5 separate regions of the Mus musculus genome follow, and all the other regions are linked to region 4. The links are chromatin contacts, called in public HiChIP or PLAC-seq and promoter capture Hi-C maps. All regions are on one chromosome and are shown on one strand. The core of a region is the stretch at or near the end of the contact, and the rest is flanking DNA. Distances in the headings are between cores, read along the strand shown.

Region 1 (2,700 bases), core at 108-2,607, 360 kb after region 4:
CTTCCCTCAGTCCCATCCACCCCTAACAGCAAGAAAGCCCGCCATTCCTGGCTAGGCAGGTTTGGGTGGGCTCCCTCTCTTCACCGTCTACACAGTTAAGTCCCACCATGGCTTCTCCTTTGGCTTGCTTTCTAGGTCCCAAGCCAGGAGCATTTCAAGGGCTGAATGTCTTCTGTGTCCGGGTAGAGAGGCTGAGGTACCTAGGTAAGGGGACTGAATCCTAACAATCTAGGTATGATTGGGCTCAGACTTAACTCCCAAACTGTGGAGAACTGGTAAGAAGAGTGCCCCTTGGAGGCCTGAACAGTTCCCCTTGTATAAGAGCTTCAGTAGGTCGTAGGGTGAATCTGGTGTCTGCACGGGACAACGCTTAAACACCAATCGCCAGGTTTTAGTTTCTCATCCGTAGAAGGGTCGGGAATATAGGTCAGAGACCTGGACATAGGGGAGGTAGATGTTCCTGAAGAGCCCTCGCCCCCAACCACTAATAGACAGAGCTATACCGTGTTTCACTAGTCCCAAATGCTTCCATCCTAAGATCCAAGAAACTGCAGGTACTGCTGAGGTCCGGCCAGCACGCCTGCAGGAGGAGAAAGTGACCGAATCCTCCCGCAGGAAATGCAAACGGCGGCTGGTGTCAGTTGCAGGAAATGCAAAGGCTGCAGGAGGTCGCGATACCAATCTGACTCTTGACAAAAGACTCAAATGACACTAGCTCTGTCCCCCGGCGCCGCCGGCTGGCAGACCTTCAGAGCCTCAGCGGACTCTCCCGCGCGCCCCTCGGACACCCTGGAAGCGACCTGCGGCCGGGTGGCAGGGGCCGCCAGCTCGCGAGCCCGAAAAGGCTGGAGACTGGGAGGGGTTGCATTTTCCTAGCCCCTGATCCCAGTCGCGCGATCTGGAAACAACCCCTTTGCTTTCTAGTCTCGATTCCTTACGGGCCCAAGTGCCAAGGGATCACAGAAAAGGGAGCCACCCATCAATGCCCAAGCCGACCCCTTCACCACGTGAACGCCGGGTCAAAGCTCCAGCTCCCTAAACCTGGCTCGCGTGGACTGGGAAGGGGGTGTCCCAGGCCAGCAGAGAATCCAGCGTGCCGGGTCCTCCCGAGGCCTCCGTGCGCCCGGGGCGCAGGCTTTGCCCAAGTTTGCCGGGAGATGCCCTTCCCAGAGCCGGAGTTGTGGGCCGGGCGGGAGGGGCCCGTGATTGACAGGCTGAACTACAGACTCATCTCTTACCTTAGGCCGCGGGCGCTGATTGGCTGCTCGCTGACATCCTCAAACCCGGCTGCTCGGCGCTGGGCTCCGGAGGGGGGCGGCTGCGGGTGGAGGTGCGCCTCTGACAAGCCCGAAAGTCATTTCCAACCTCAAGTGGACTTTGTTCCAACTATTGGGGGCGTCGCTCCCCCTCTTCATGATCGCCGGCAAACTTCCTCCTCGGCGCTGCTTCTAATGGAGCCCCACCTGCTCGGGCTGCTACTCGGCCTCCTGCTCAGTGGCACCAGGGTCCTCGCTGGCTACCCAATTTGGTGGTAAGACTTGCCTCTTGTCTGCCTGCGGCCCCGATCTCTCGGCCGCACCCGGGGACGGTGGGAGGCGCTGGCCGGGTCTGGGCTGCAGCAGGCCTGGGGCTCTTTTCTCCTTGCTTCCCGCTAGCCCCCCAGCCGTCCACCCCTCTTGGATCTTCTGCTGGTGTCGCCTTCCGAATCCAACTCCTGGCTTCTCAGATAATCACCATTTTCCCTGCTACCCGCCGCAGAGGCGGGAGGGCTCTCCCTACCCCTGAAGGTCTCTCGTTCTTAGTCTTCACCCTCTCCCACCCCAATTTGGGGGTCCCGAAGAACCTTCGTTTGCTCACACTTGCATTTCTGTGCTGTCCCCGCGGCCCGGCCACTCCTCTTCTCCATTTTAGGGTCTCCGTGGGTAAAATTATCCTGTCCTTTTTCGCCACCGCACCTCTTCGGTGTCTCGGTCAAGAGATTTCCCCCACAATACTCGCGTTTGCCTTCATATTTGAGACCTTAAGGGCTTTGGGAATCCCAAGCAGGGGACTTAGGGGGTATTTCAGTAGATTCTCCCCACTCCGTTCTAGATTAATTTTGAGCCTCTGAAGTGACTATAGAATTTGCTGATCCTAGATGCCATTGCTGATCCGGGTGTATTCGTTCCTTGCTTGTCCATCCCGGAGAAAAGCGAGGTGGGGGCTCTTTGAAAATGTACTTGTTTGGGAGGGGTAGGCTTGCTGGGTTTTTTTGAGCGAAAACCTAGTTCTCCATGTCAAATTCGTTGCTTTTGGAAGACGGGGAAGCTAGGAGAAAGGGCGAGGGAAGGGGGAATGCTGTCCCTGAGAAATACGGATACAAAAGGCATTTTAGTAAATAAGGCTGGGCGAGCAGGCGGAGTACTTGGAGCTGATGGGTGTGTGAAGGGATTCACTGGAAGATAAACCGCCTTTTGGAAGCCCCAGCTCCAGAGACTCCCCTGTTTTCCAAGCCTCATTGCTGCTCCTCCTCTGTAGGTCCTCCGGTGGAAGACACTAAAACCAGTTTTCTAAATTACACCCCAGCCCTCTCAGTCTCCAGCCCCCTGCATTCCGGAAAACTTTAATAAAAGAACCCTCCCCTCCTGGGCAGTGGCTAGAGCCCTGGGGGGGGTGGGAGGTGAGGAGGAGGAGGAATTTGGGACCTCTGAGTAAGAAGGA
Region 2 (2,700 bases), core at 76-2,575, 290 kb after region 4:
GTATGTTCTGACACTGTTCTGTCAATTCAGCAACTAGCAGATTAACTCACCGCTCTGCTAGGTCCATGTGTCTTGCTATGGAAAGGATCCGTTCTTAGTAAATGAGGGCAATTTTCTGCCTCATTCCTTTTCCACGTGACTCACAGGATAGTCTTTTAAAATCTCTTCCTACACTTATTATATAATATGCAAATTGTCATTACAATGTAGTTTATTTTCCCCCACCCAAATCAAACATTTTGTTGACAAAAGTAAAAAGGGGGATTGGAGAGATGGCTCAGAGGTTAAGAGCACTGACTGCTCTTCCGAAGGTCCTGAGTTCAATTCCCAGCAACCACATGGTGGCTCACAACCATTTGCAATGAGATCTGATGCCCTCTTCTGAGGTGTCTGAAGACAGCTACAGTGTACTTACATATAATAAACAAATTTAAAAAAAAAAAAGGTAAAAAGAGAATAACCACCATCTTATTTCCATTCTTTTTGTTATGAGTTTCCTGGGGAGGCAGGATGACTAGTTTATGTCATTTTTCAGGCCCAAGGAATAAGATTTTTCAGTGCTGTCATACAATCAATAGAAAGTTCTTAAACTAACATAGGTATGTGGCCCCTCATGGTGTCTAGCTGCATAACACTGCAAGTTCCCAAAACAAAGGACGGTATGGAAAAAAAAAAAAAAAAAAAAAAAAAAGGACCCACCAAGGAAACTTAGTTATGAAAAGCTAATCTAAGACTCAATTTCAATTTCCTTAAGGCTAACTTGTAATCAGATATGACTCACAAAAATAGTCACTAGTTACCTGCCCGTCTTTGTGTCACAAAAATAAGTTCTTTAAATGTCCAATCAAGTACACAAAATACTTCTTTCGTACAACCCCTGACACTCCCACTTAAGCAATAGATTCATAGACACAAGCCTCGGCAACAGTTTTCTCTGTTCTCTAAGCTCTACCAACCCGGAGGACTAAGCTGGCAGGTGCTGGATCAAGTGCTGTAACCTAGGGGCGCTGCTTTCCCTTGCCAATAGGCAGTCACGGCTTGCGGCCAAGAGCTACCGGGCCCAAGCCTTCGCGCCCCGGCTCGATCCCCTTCGGCTAAGAGCATCGCACCAGGGGCTAAGAGATGCGGAGCAGCCCGAGCGGAAACCTCCACAATGACAGTCCCCAGAGCCCCGAGCCCTAGGGGCCGCAGCCCGGGCGGAGCCCAGCCCGCTCCCCGACGCAGCCCTCACTTGTTCGTTTGTTGGTATAGGGGCTCCATGACGCCGGCCTAGCCGGCCTGCGGCTTCCTCGGAACACGTCCTCACAACCCCACTTCCGGCTTCCGGTCTCAGGGCCCGCCCTGCTGAGTAGGGCGCCCGCGAGTGTGCCTGTCCCGTGGTGGTTGTGAGGTCGGAGACGGGGTTGCGCGGAAGGAAAGCGGGACGCGAGGGATGGGTGTGGCTCCGGGCCGGAGCTCGCGGAGAGCGGCGGGGGTGAGTTTTTTGCTAAAGTCCAGCTCCGGGATTGAATCAGGTAGCGGAGAGGACGGTCGCGAGGCACTGACGTCAGAGCCTCCCCCGAGAAGTCGCCGGCGACTCTCTACGTCGCTCTCCGCCCCGCGGTCGGGCTTGGCTTCTCCTTGGAGTGTGTAATTACAGGTCTGGGGAATCTCACTTCCTCACGACGCGTGCTTTTCCTGCCTCGAACTAGTCCGCCCACTAGTCTTCCCATCTCCGGCTCATTTTTAGTAAACCCACAGTGAGTGAGTGGTTAGCATATGACGTGGAACAACCAAAATTTCCCTGTTCTTCAAGAGGTTGGACTAGAGAAGGAACTACGATCTGTATACAAATAAACATTCCAAATAAGTACAAAGATAATGGTAGAACATCCAAATAAATACAAAGATAATGAGCTGGGCTGGTGTTGTGGTCAATAGGAAATTGTTTTTAAAGACATGAAGGGCGGGTGACATTTGGATTAGGACTTGGAAAGGTTCAAACACTTGTCTTCACCTAGGCCCATCTCATTTCCATCCATCTAGGTTCTTATCTACAGTTCCTCCCAAGGGAGGAGTTGTTCCTCTTCCTTTGGTGAGCTGAAGCTTGGATTTTCCTGTATCCTGCATCCCTCCCAGTTTTATGTCCCAAGAGACTGCCCGCCCATATTCATTCTTTCCCTAACATTACATTTCCCAGTTCCACTCCCATTTATTGAACATCTACTATGCACCATGCACAGATATGTAGGATAGGAACCCAGGTAAAACACATTCCTGGTGTTTCGCTGTCTATTGAGAAAGTCCTTATTTTAAAGCTGAATTAACAATCAACATTTAGGGTATGACTAAGGACCATTTGCCTGGAGAAGAGCAGTAGGGGTTCATGGATCAAGAAAGCATGGGGGGCCTTCAAGAACCGATAGAGGGTTTGTGGGAATGGTGCACTTTAGCTAAGGTTGAGTAGCGTGGGGGCGGGGCATAGATAAAAGGCTGTATCCTTAGTTTTTTAGTACTTTGCTGGTGAGGGATGCACAGGGAAGTATGTATATGTGTGCTTGTGTGTGTCTCAGTAGAATTGTCTCTGACTTGTGTGAGGTCCCAGGTCAAATCTTTGTGGGTCTTTGCTCTATAGGCATTTTGATTTTAAATTATATTACAGATTTATAAGAACAGGAAAAAAATAAGTAATAGGGGGAAAGTGCCAGTCTTCTCCTTTGT
Region 3 (2,784 bases), core at 74-2,573, 490 kb before region 4:
TCTTCTCCTCTGCCTCTCTCTCAGGGGCTGGGATTATTTTACTATGCCTAGTTTGTATTTATAACTTAACTGTTTGTGGAGAGAGAATATAGTTTATACAATATTATGATAATTTCAGTTGCTGTGTCACTAGATAAGAGAAAAGCTTTGCAAATGTCTCTAATAATATGATGCTTCTATACTTTTTTTTAAAAAAAAGGTATTAGGGCTAGGTTTGATCTCTAGACCATGAGAGAAAAAAAGGTACAAATGGAGCGAAATTAGATAAAAACAAAGTAATGGAGAATGAGATGCCTTAAAATCCTGACTGGCAGAGGGCATGGTTCCATAATGAAATAGGCATGGAAGAAATAGGATAGGGACATTGAAGGAAGCGCTGTTAACAACAAAAAGCTCATCCACAAAAGTAAAATTATATATGTCCTCCCAAGTCAAGCTTAACTACACTCTGTGCCTCCGTTTCTCAACATGCAAATTGTAATATTTTTTAATTATCTGTCTCACCAGGTTTGTGTTAAGCTTGAATGGCATTCGGTTTTTAAGTGCCCAACAAATATTAGACACCGCTGGTAAAGTTATATGATACATCATTTCCCTATGATGCACTGAACCACCAAAACCAACACAAACCAGTATTTTAAGTTCTTTGGCACAAAACAGGCTCTACCTTGTACTTGTCACAGTAGCTCAAATGTCCAAGGCTAAAAGACTCGATCATCCTGGTACTAATAGAGGCCTGGTTTTCTTTCATGCTCGCCAGTGTTTAGGAGTGTCCCAGTAACCAAGCTGCCTCCCTCGGTACACACACAGCCGCGTAATCAGCTCTGACAAGAGGAGCGGAGTGGTTCTCCCATTCTCTCCTGCCGGGCGTCCCAGATCTCCAATTCTGACCTGTAGAAAGACCCAATTCCACCTCCCACACGAGGAGGGGTAGCTGCTACGGAGCCGGGTGCACCTTTCAAAGGACCGGGTATACATGAGAGGACTTAATATGGGCCCCGGACCGTGGGACGCAGAGATCACGATCGGCTGCATTCTCGGTGTAAAGGAAGTGCCCTCCTACTCGTCCCTGACCTGCCCAAACAAGTGCTGATTCGGGTTCCAGACAACTGCAGCGAGCCCGCGCAAACGACAGCTCTGCACCGAGCCCGCGGGGCCGCCCCACCGTCGACCAAAGCCTACCTCTCGTCGGTTCCCGGTGCTGGTGTCGGGGGTCGCTTACGCGTCCCTCCGCCTCGGACAGGAGCCCTCGGATTCAGGAGAGAGCTCCCCCACACCCGATTCCACCGAACCAACCTTCTTCCGGCGCGGCGCGTTCAAACTAGCCGGTCCGCTCATCCGCGCTTCTCATTGGTCACCGCCCGGCTCGCTGATTGGCTGTTTCCTAAGTAACAAAGACAGCCGGGGGTGCGCTTGCGCACTAGTTCTCTTGCGCGCCTTGGGTTTCTTTGGCCAAATCAAACCGGACGGAGCGGAATTGCCACCAGAATCGAGTCTCTAGCAGTGTAACCAGGGGGCCTGCCCCGTCTCTGTGGTCTGTGGGCTGAGTTCAGCAGCGGTTACAGCGACCACACATTCGACAGAATTTAAAACCTGCTTTTGTGGCTTAAATAGGCACCCTCCAATTCAGAGTGGCTCGTGCCTTTAATCCCATCACGCAGAAGGCAAAGGCTGGCGGATCTATTTGAGTTCGAAACCAGCCACCCTCCAGGTAGAGCGTTCCAGGCCAGCCTGAGCTACATGAGAACTTTACTCGATCTCTCTCTCAAGTAAACTGTCCTCATGGTGGCGTTGTGAGCAAGTCTGGGGCATGTAAAGGTTACTGTAGGGTTTCTTTCACCACAACTGTGAACAAGCTAGTAGAGTCATTTAATACTGGATAACTTGACTCAAATTATTTATTCACCACACTTAGTTTAGTGAGGACAAAAACAACAAAATTACATGAAGTTAGGGTTAGTACAAAGATACAAGAACACTGAATACTCTTGCCTTCTCCGTCTCCAAAAGGAACAGTTGTTTAATGATAGCTTCCTGGTAAAGAAGTTCCCTCCTCGCTTACTGTAAATCTGGTTTTTTTGTTTTTGTTTTTGTTTTGTTTTGTTTTTTTGCGCCCTAAACGTCCCCACACACACACACACCCCAAGCTGAGAACCAAACCCAAGGCCTTTTCTTTTGAGTGAGTGAAGTTTGCTTGGTCTTTCATTTTATTTATTTATTTTTTAATGTATATGAGTACACTGTTGCTCTCTTCAGACACACCATAAGAGAGCATTACAGATGGTCGTGAGCTACTATGTGGTTGCTGGGAATTGAACTCAGGACCTCTGGAAGAGCAGTCAGTGCTCTTAACCGCTGAGCCATCTCTCTAGCCCCCAAGGCCTTTTCTTTACCACTGAGCTAAATCCCCATAAGTAAAAATTAAAAAAAAAAAAAAAAACGTAATGTGAATAACGCACCTTGTAGATGTTCAATAAAATGGCACTAGGTGTTCTCAGATTCATTCAACGATTGTTATGACAGGTTCAGAGGTTACAGTGATATGTGATATACAGAGCTCCCAGTCTATAGGAAAAACTTAGATATTTATCACAGGTGGGGATTGTGATACATGCCAAGGCAGGAGAGGGAAAATGTTACAAGTTCAAAGCCAGCTTCATGTACATGGTAAATACTAGATCAGCCTGAACTATAGGGAGTTCCTGAAAAGGGACAGAGGTGGGGGAGAAGAGAATTAATAACTAATAATAACATAAGATGATACAGGGTATAGTTAAAACATGC
Region 4 (2,826 bases), core at 24-2,523:
GAAAGAGAGCTGGATCAAGGAAGAAAATGACAGGAGTTGAGTAGATCTAGTTAATAGCAATTCTGGGAAGCCAGGCATGGTGACTCATGCCTACAATTCCAGCACTTGGGAGGTGGAGGCAGGGAGGATCAGGAGTCCATGGCTGTTTAGATTGGCTGTCTTAAAACAATAACAAAAACAAAAAACAAAACCACCCTCCATCCTACAAAAACAAACAAACAAACAAACAAACAAAAAACAGATTAAAACCAGGAGTGGTGACCCACACTGTGAGTTTGAGGCCAGCCTGATCTACATAGTGAGTGATCTGAGAGAGAGATCTAAGGCTAAATAGTGACATGCTGTCTCAAAAACAACAACAACAACAACCCAAAACCCCAAACTAACAGTGATGTTAGGGGGCAGGAATATTATGTACATGCATAAAATTCTCAAAGAATTAATAAATGCATATTAAATTTAAAGTAACGAAAGGACTGGGGGAAGTGGTAGAAACTGAGACAGTCCTCTACAGCAGAGTCGGGGACAGTTTAATATTAAGTCTTAGACAGGAAAGTGCCTGAGAGACCTTACCTCTGTGATCAGCTAGGGAATTAGGTAAAAATCGGTAAAGAAAAGATACACACAAGCCTTGAGATAAAGCTGTGACGTCAGTAACCAAGAAGAAACCGGCAAGTTCAACAGGAGAAAACTTCAGTAGTGGGTCAATGGGAGGGAGGGAGACTTAGCGTGTTTGGGACGAGTGAGCCAGATACGACAGGCTGCGATAAGAAATTGAGCCAGAATGGAGGGTCGAGGGAAGGTTCAGAAGAGATGAGGGATAAACGCGATGTTGAGATAAGAGGTGGCGAAGGGATGTGGCTCGCTCGGATCGGGTTGCAACTGGGCTAAAGAGGGGTCACGAGTGAGGCTACACTTTTGCAAGACCGGTGGTTAGGGGACCCGGCTTGGGGCTGAGGTTGGCTGCGGTGGAGACGGAGGGGAGAGAGCCGGTGGCCACTGGCTGAGGTGGGAGCAGGCCCGGGCTGCGAAGGGCCGAGGTTCCCACCCCAAGTCTCCAGGCGCACAGGGGTCGCGAGTGGCTGCGAGGTTGCGGGCCCACCGCCGGGTCGCATCACCGCCCCGCGCTTCCCTCCACGTTCAGACCCCAGACTCACTCACCGAAGGGATCAGGAGCAGGTGGCGGCGCTCCGGGCGAAGCGAGACCCCCCTCGGTTCCGAGCAGAAGCTGCGGCTCCAAAGGCACTGACAACAGGAAGCGGCGCGCGGCGTCTGACGCCATCACGTCGGCTCCTCGCTACGGCCCCGCCCCCAGTCCTCAAAAACCAATCACTGGGCCTAGAGGAGCCGAGGGGCGGGGCCGTCAGCTCTTCCCTTGCCCCGGATTGCAGGGCTTCTTGGCTCAGGTGAGCGATCCTGCCGCTCTCGCTACTCTGGCTCTGGGTAGCGCAGAGAGGCTGGACCCTTGGAGCTTCGGGACTTCTGCGTCCCGCAGCTCTGCCCCTCAATCGCATCTGTGCAACTTTGGGGTTGTCGTGTTTGCCCCCTTAATCCGAAAATGCGCCCTGTTGCGCCATTAACCCGTATGTTTCCCTAAGGGCATTAGTAGTGGAGGGAGCAAGTGGATCCTGGGTCCAAGTGGGACCTTCAGGTCTGGTTTTTCCGGAGCCAGGAAACAGTTGTTTTGACTTGTCTCATACCACGTGATCGCCCTGAGGGCTCTCTTGGACCTGTTAGTTTAATTTGCCTGCGGTCAGCCCTTTGAGGCATGAAGCCCAGAGGACCTGCTTTTTGTCTTCTCACTATTTAATTGCTTTTGTTCCATTACAGAAAATGACAGCTGTCTCTCGGAATAGACGCGGAAGAAAACTGTCAAATGTAGCAACCGTGACTAATAAAGGGCAGGCTGGGCAGGTCTGAGGACCGTGCCCAAAAGGGAACCTAGGACCTAGGTGTGGGCCATAGAGGTGGTGACTGTAAAAGAAAAGACTCTCTGTGAGTTTATATGAACTTTGCTCCTATTGACTTAGAGGACCTTGTTTTCTTGGTGTCTTCCATCCCCTCTGGCTCCTACACTCTTTCCACCTCTCCCTTGGGGTTCCCTATCTGCTGTAGAAGGAAACTTCTCTAATGATGGCTGAACAAGGCATTGATCTATGAGTACCCAAATGTCATTAGGAGTCATTTTATCACTATGTCTTTTTTTTCCTTTTCTTTCTTTCTTTTTACCAGTTGTGGTTTGAATGTGCTTGGCCCATGGGAAATGGCACTATTTAGGAGGCATGGCCTTACTGGAAGAGGTGTGGCCTTGTTAGCGGAAGTATGTCACTGTGGCTTTGAGGTAATATATATTTGAATATATGTTCAAACATATATATGCTCAAACTCTGCCCAGTCTCTTGGTTGCCTTCTTTTTTCTTTCTTTCTTTTTTTTTTAATTTATTTTATTTTTATTATATGTAAGTACACTGTAGCTGTCTTCAGACACTCCGGAAGAGGGAGTCAGATCTCATTAAGGATGGTTGTGAGCCACCATGTGGTTGCTGGGATTTGAACTCAGGACCTTTGGAAGAGCAGTTGGGTATCTTACCCACTGAGCCATCTCTCCAGCCCTCTGGGTTGCCTTCTAATCAAGACTCTTAAAAAAAAAAAAAAAAAAAAAAAAGCTCCTCCCCCAGCACCACACCTGTCTGCCTGCTGCCACGCTAATGACGGAACCTCGGAACCTGTAACCCAGCCCCAGCTAAATGTGTTCCTTTATAGGAGTTGCCTTGGTCATGGTGTCTTTCACCACAATGGAACCCCTAACTAAGACACCAGTCTTAT
Region 5 (2,870 bases), core at 319-2,818, 340 kb after region 4:
ACTTGAGTCTGGGATACCCAGAACCCTCTTGGTTTCCTCTACCGTCATCCTCAATAGCATTACCTGAGTTTTTACTACATGCTAGCCACTGTTCTAAGAGCTTTCTATGCGCTCCCCTCAGACACTCTTATCCACATTCTACAGGCCAGACACGCAGTGCCGTGAAAGTGGCAGGACTGAACTCAGAGCTTGTGTCCTCTCCCTTGAGTCGTGTCCACTGGGGCAAGTTCTTGGCAATGAACATGTCTGCTGTTCTGGGCGCGGGTCAAACGGAGATACTGAGTCCCCAGGAACTGAATGGTCCTCCCAGATCATCAGCAGGGACCTCCACTAGGACTGAGACTGACCATCCCTCCCCATATACTTCTGGGGAGGTTGCTGCTTATAACTCAGGTACATTTTAGCCAGAGGTCATGACCTGGAAATTAGCCTACATCCCTTATTCAAGCCGGTGAGGTTGCCCCTGGACCCTCACACCCTATGGTGGTTTCCTGAGATCAGCCTCTGCTGTGCTTGGATTGTGAGCCTTGCCTGACTAGGGATGTAACTGGAAGAAAAAGGCAATGTTTAAAGTTAAGCATTTGGAGCCTGCTTTGGGTTGAGGTGATTTTTAAAATCCATGATCCCTACCATCACCGCCACGCCCAACCCTCACCAAGTATCTTCAATCCAGAGTCAGTGAAGACATTTGCAGACAAATGCCATTTTGCTTCCCTCAATTATTTCCCTTGAGACTCACTCTCCAGGTATCACACCAGAAGCTATTGTTATTTTTCTAACCATGGACACCCCCAGATGGGCCTCTCTCCCTCTCTTTCCCATAAACCCTATCCTCTGGGGTTTAATTTGGTCGCACTTCCTCACCGTACAGTTCTTTAAGCATCTAACTAATGTGCCCCGCGGTCCCAGGATCTCCCACAACCTTGGATCAACAAAACTCTCAGCTTCCTCCCCACCCCTACCCACCTATCCCTCTACCCAGCCAGGTGTCCGGGTCCCAGCTCTGCAGGGAGAAAGCAAAGGATACTGAAATCGCAAGCAAAAAGTGTAGCTGGACGGAGTCCAGGATGGGGACATAGAGGGTACCGAGAAAGATCTGAAGAGGACATGAGAGCCCAGGACCGACGCTTGGACCTGCGCGGACAAGGGCGTATCAGGGGTGTCAGGTCAGGATCCCCTGCGCAAGCCGAGCTCCAGTCTGCAGTCTGACAGCCGCCCGGCAGAGGAACCGGGAAGCGCAAGGGACCTAGACTTGGTAGACTCGAGAAAGGGAGATTAAGTCTGAGCACAGAGAGCGAGGGATGGAGATTTGGGAGGGAAATGCGCCCTCAAAGCGATCGGGGTCCACCTGAGCAAAGGGCTGAGTTCGAGGCCTCGCAGGGACCCGAGCCGGGGGCAGGGCATACGGAGCGAGGGGACGCGACCGGCACTGACCCGAAGTAGGCGGCGGCGGCGGCAGCGGCAGGCAGCACCAGCAGGCAGAGCGCAGCCAGGGCCAGCGCGGGCGCGGGGCGCATGGTGCAGGCGGCCGGTGCACTCTCGCATCTCCTCGCGCCACTAGGCGCTCGTAGCGCCGCCACCAGCCGCCCGCGGGGCTTTAAACCCGGTAGGGCGGAGCGCGAGCGGCCCGGGGAGGGAGCCTCGCAGCCGGCGAGCCCCTCGCCCCATAGGCTCCGCCGAACTCTGCCCGCCCTGTTGTGGGAGGGGTCAGCAGCAGGCCCCTCCCCTTCTCAGGTGAGTGCTCACCTGGAGCCGCGCCCACTCCAGCAAAGAAGGCGGACCGTGTGGGACCCTGGCCCTGGAGAGGATTGGGGTTCTGGGGACCTAGGAGGTGCTGCCTCAGAGATGCCGCCTCTCCCGGGAGAGATGCTCGGGTGCGCGATCTCTGTATAGCAAAAGTTCGTGGTCGTCACTATTCTGTAGAGCGAGTTCAGCTTTCTTTGCTCAGGGATTCCGAAGGCTGAGAGAGAGGTCCTGCGCAGAGTCCTTCCCCAACAGCGGGAGACATTCATGTCCATTGGCTAGGAGGACTCTTAGACATAGAACCTCATACAGAGGGTACCTGCTCTTAAACACGAAACTGACAGCCATCGGCGGAGGTGTAAAGGGCTCTCGTATGACGACAACACTATTACTGGTCAAAAATTTACACTGTCTGAGGAGTGAGGCAGAGCCACAGAAGCAGGAGGAAGCGGACTCCCTAGATGCATAGAAGCCAGATCTCCATCATATAAAACGTGAATCTCCTTAGTGTTGGGCCTCAATGCTGCCTGTTGCTTTAAGAAAAAAAAAAGTTTGACTCCAATTCTTACAACGAAGCAGGGGTGACATCAGTCTAGGAAGGAGACATACAACCAAATGAGCTTTCAAACGCCTTTGGGCATCTTGAACACTGAGCCAAATCAAGCAAAAAGCCACAATCTGGCTTTAATGAATGTCAAATCTTGGTGCAAAATGTCAAAGAGAGGCAGGAAGGAAGGAAGGAAAAGAAAGAAACTAGACATGGAGTTAGAACATTGGGTGACAGTGACCTTGGCTTTGTGGAGGATATCGGCCTGGAACGAGGAAGATTTATGCCAGTTCTGACATCAAGCTGTTGCAACAGAGGAAACTTGGCTATGGTGGTGAGCCTCTTTGAGCTGTTTCACTGTGGAGCAACTCAGTAGCCACATGACCCTTTGCTACCACAGCTCTGTGGTCCTATCAAATCTGGTGGTCCTGTTTACTGAGGCTGCAAGGCCCAACATAGGCTTCAGAGACCTGGAATTCAACCACGTGAACTACGAATTCCAGACGTGAAACAGGGAGGATGACAAAGAACTGACAAGATTTTTGTGTAGATGAGATGTCAGAGAGGAGGTAGTGAGGTG

Evidence for each region. Promoter capture Hi-C pulls out the DNA fragments that hold promoters and counts their contacts. HiChIP or PLAC-seq counts read pairs in DNA pulled down with a chosen protein or histone mark. Capture Hi-C pulls out chosen DNA fragments and counts their contacts.
Region 1: an H3K4me3 HiChIP or PLAC-seq map of embryonic stem cells shows a contact between it and region 4, with 11 read pairs. The contact joins the promoter of Wnt3 here to the promoter of Plekhm1 in region 4. A contact is called at or near these places in 1 of 39 promoter capture datasets (hippocampal neurons) and 1 of 115 datasets of contacts at active chromatin or transcription factors (embryonic stem cells).
Region 2: a contact with region 4 is called in a promoter capture Hi-C map of adipose tissue. The contact joins the promoter of C130046K22Rik here to the promoter of Plekhm1 in region 4. A contact is called at or near these places in 6 of 39 promoter capture datasets (the 3T3-L1 cell line, the C10 cell line, erythroid cells and 3 more), 8 of 484 Hi-C or Micro-C datasets (CD4 T cells, LSK cells, Th1 cells and 5 more), 10 of 115 datasets of contacts at active chromatin or transcription factors (bone marrow-derived macrophages, double positive thymocytes, embryonic limb bud and 4 more) and 3 of 9 other capture datasets (adipose tissue, liver and macrophages).
Region 3: a promoter capture Hi-C map of pre-B cells shows a contact between it and region 4, with 2.9 times the contacts expected there. The contact joins the promoter of Kif18b here to the promoter of Plekhm1 in region 4. A contact is called at or near these places in 3 of 39 promoter capture datasets (hematopoietic stem and progenitor cells, neutrophils and pre-B cells), 1 of 484 Hi-C or Micro-C datasets (CD4 T cells), 2 of 115 datasets of contacts at active chromatin or transcription factors (memory CD8 T cells and thymic regulatory T cells) and 1 of 9 other capture datasets (liver).
Region 5: an H3K4me3 HiChIP or PLAC-seq map of embryonic limb bud shows a contact between it and region 4, with 3 times the contacts expected there. The contact joins the promoter of Wnt9b here to the promoter of Plekhm1 in region 4. A contact is called at or near these places in 2 of 115 datasets of contacts at active chromatin or transcription factors (embryonic limb bud and embryonic stem cells).

Annotation. Positions count from the first base shown.
Region 1 is chr11:103,772,818-103,775,517 of GRCm38.p6, forward strand. It overlaps Wnt3 (wingless-type MMTV integration site family, member 3), which reads left to right and starts at 1,358. Exons shown (of 5, transcript NM_009521.2): 1 at 1,358-1,531. The coding sequence starts at 1,452. It also overlaps a transcript of Wnt9b not described here.
Region 2 is chr11:103,696,399-103,699,098 of GRCm38.p6, forward strand. It overlaps C130046K22Rik (RIKEN cDNA C130046K22 gene), which reads left to right and starts at 1,326. Exons shown (of 3, transcript NR_102389.1): 1 at 1,326-1,474. It overlaps Gosr2 (golgi SNAP receptor complex member 2), which reads right to left and starts at 1,325. Exons shown (of 6, transcript NM_019650.4): 1 at 1,232-1,325. The coding sequence starts at 1,260.
Region 3 is chr11:102,923,801-102,926,584 of GRCm38.p6, forward strand. Kif18b (kinesin family member 18B) reads right to left here and starts at 1,324. Exons shown (of 16, transcript NM_197959.2): 1 at 1,183-1,324.
Region 4 is chr11:103,411,432-103,414,257 of GRCm38.p6, forward strand. It overlaps Plekhm1 (pleckstrin homology domain containing, family M (with RUN domain) member 1), which reads right to left and starts at 1,274. Exons shown (of 12, transcript NM_183034.2): 1 at 1,162-1,274.
Region 5 is chr11:103,748,253-103,751,122 of GRCm38.p6, forward strand. It overlaps Wnt9b (wingless-type MMTV integration site family, member 9B), which reads right to left and starts at 1,569. Exons shown (of 4, transcript NM_011719.4): 1 at 1,435-1,569. The coding sequence starts at 1,517.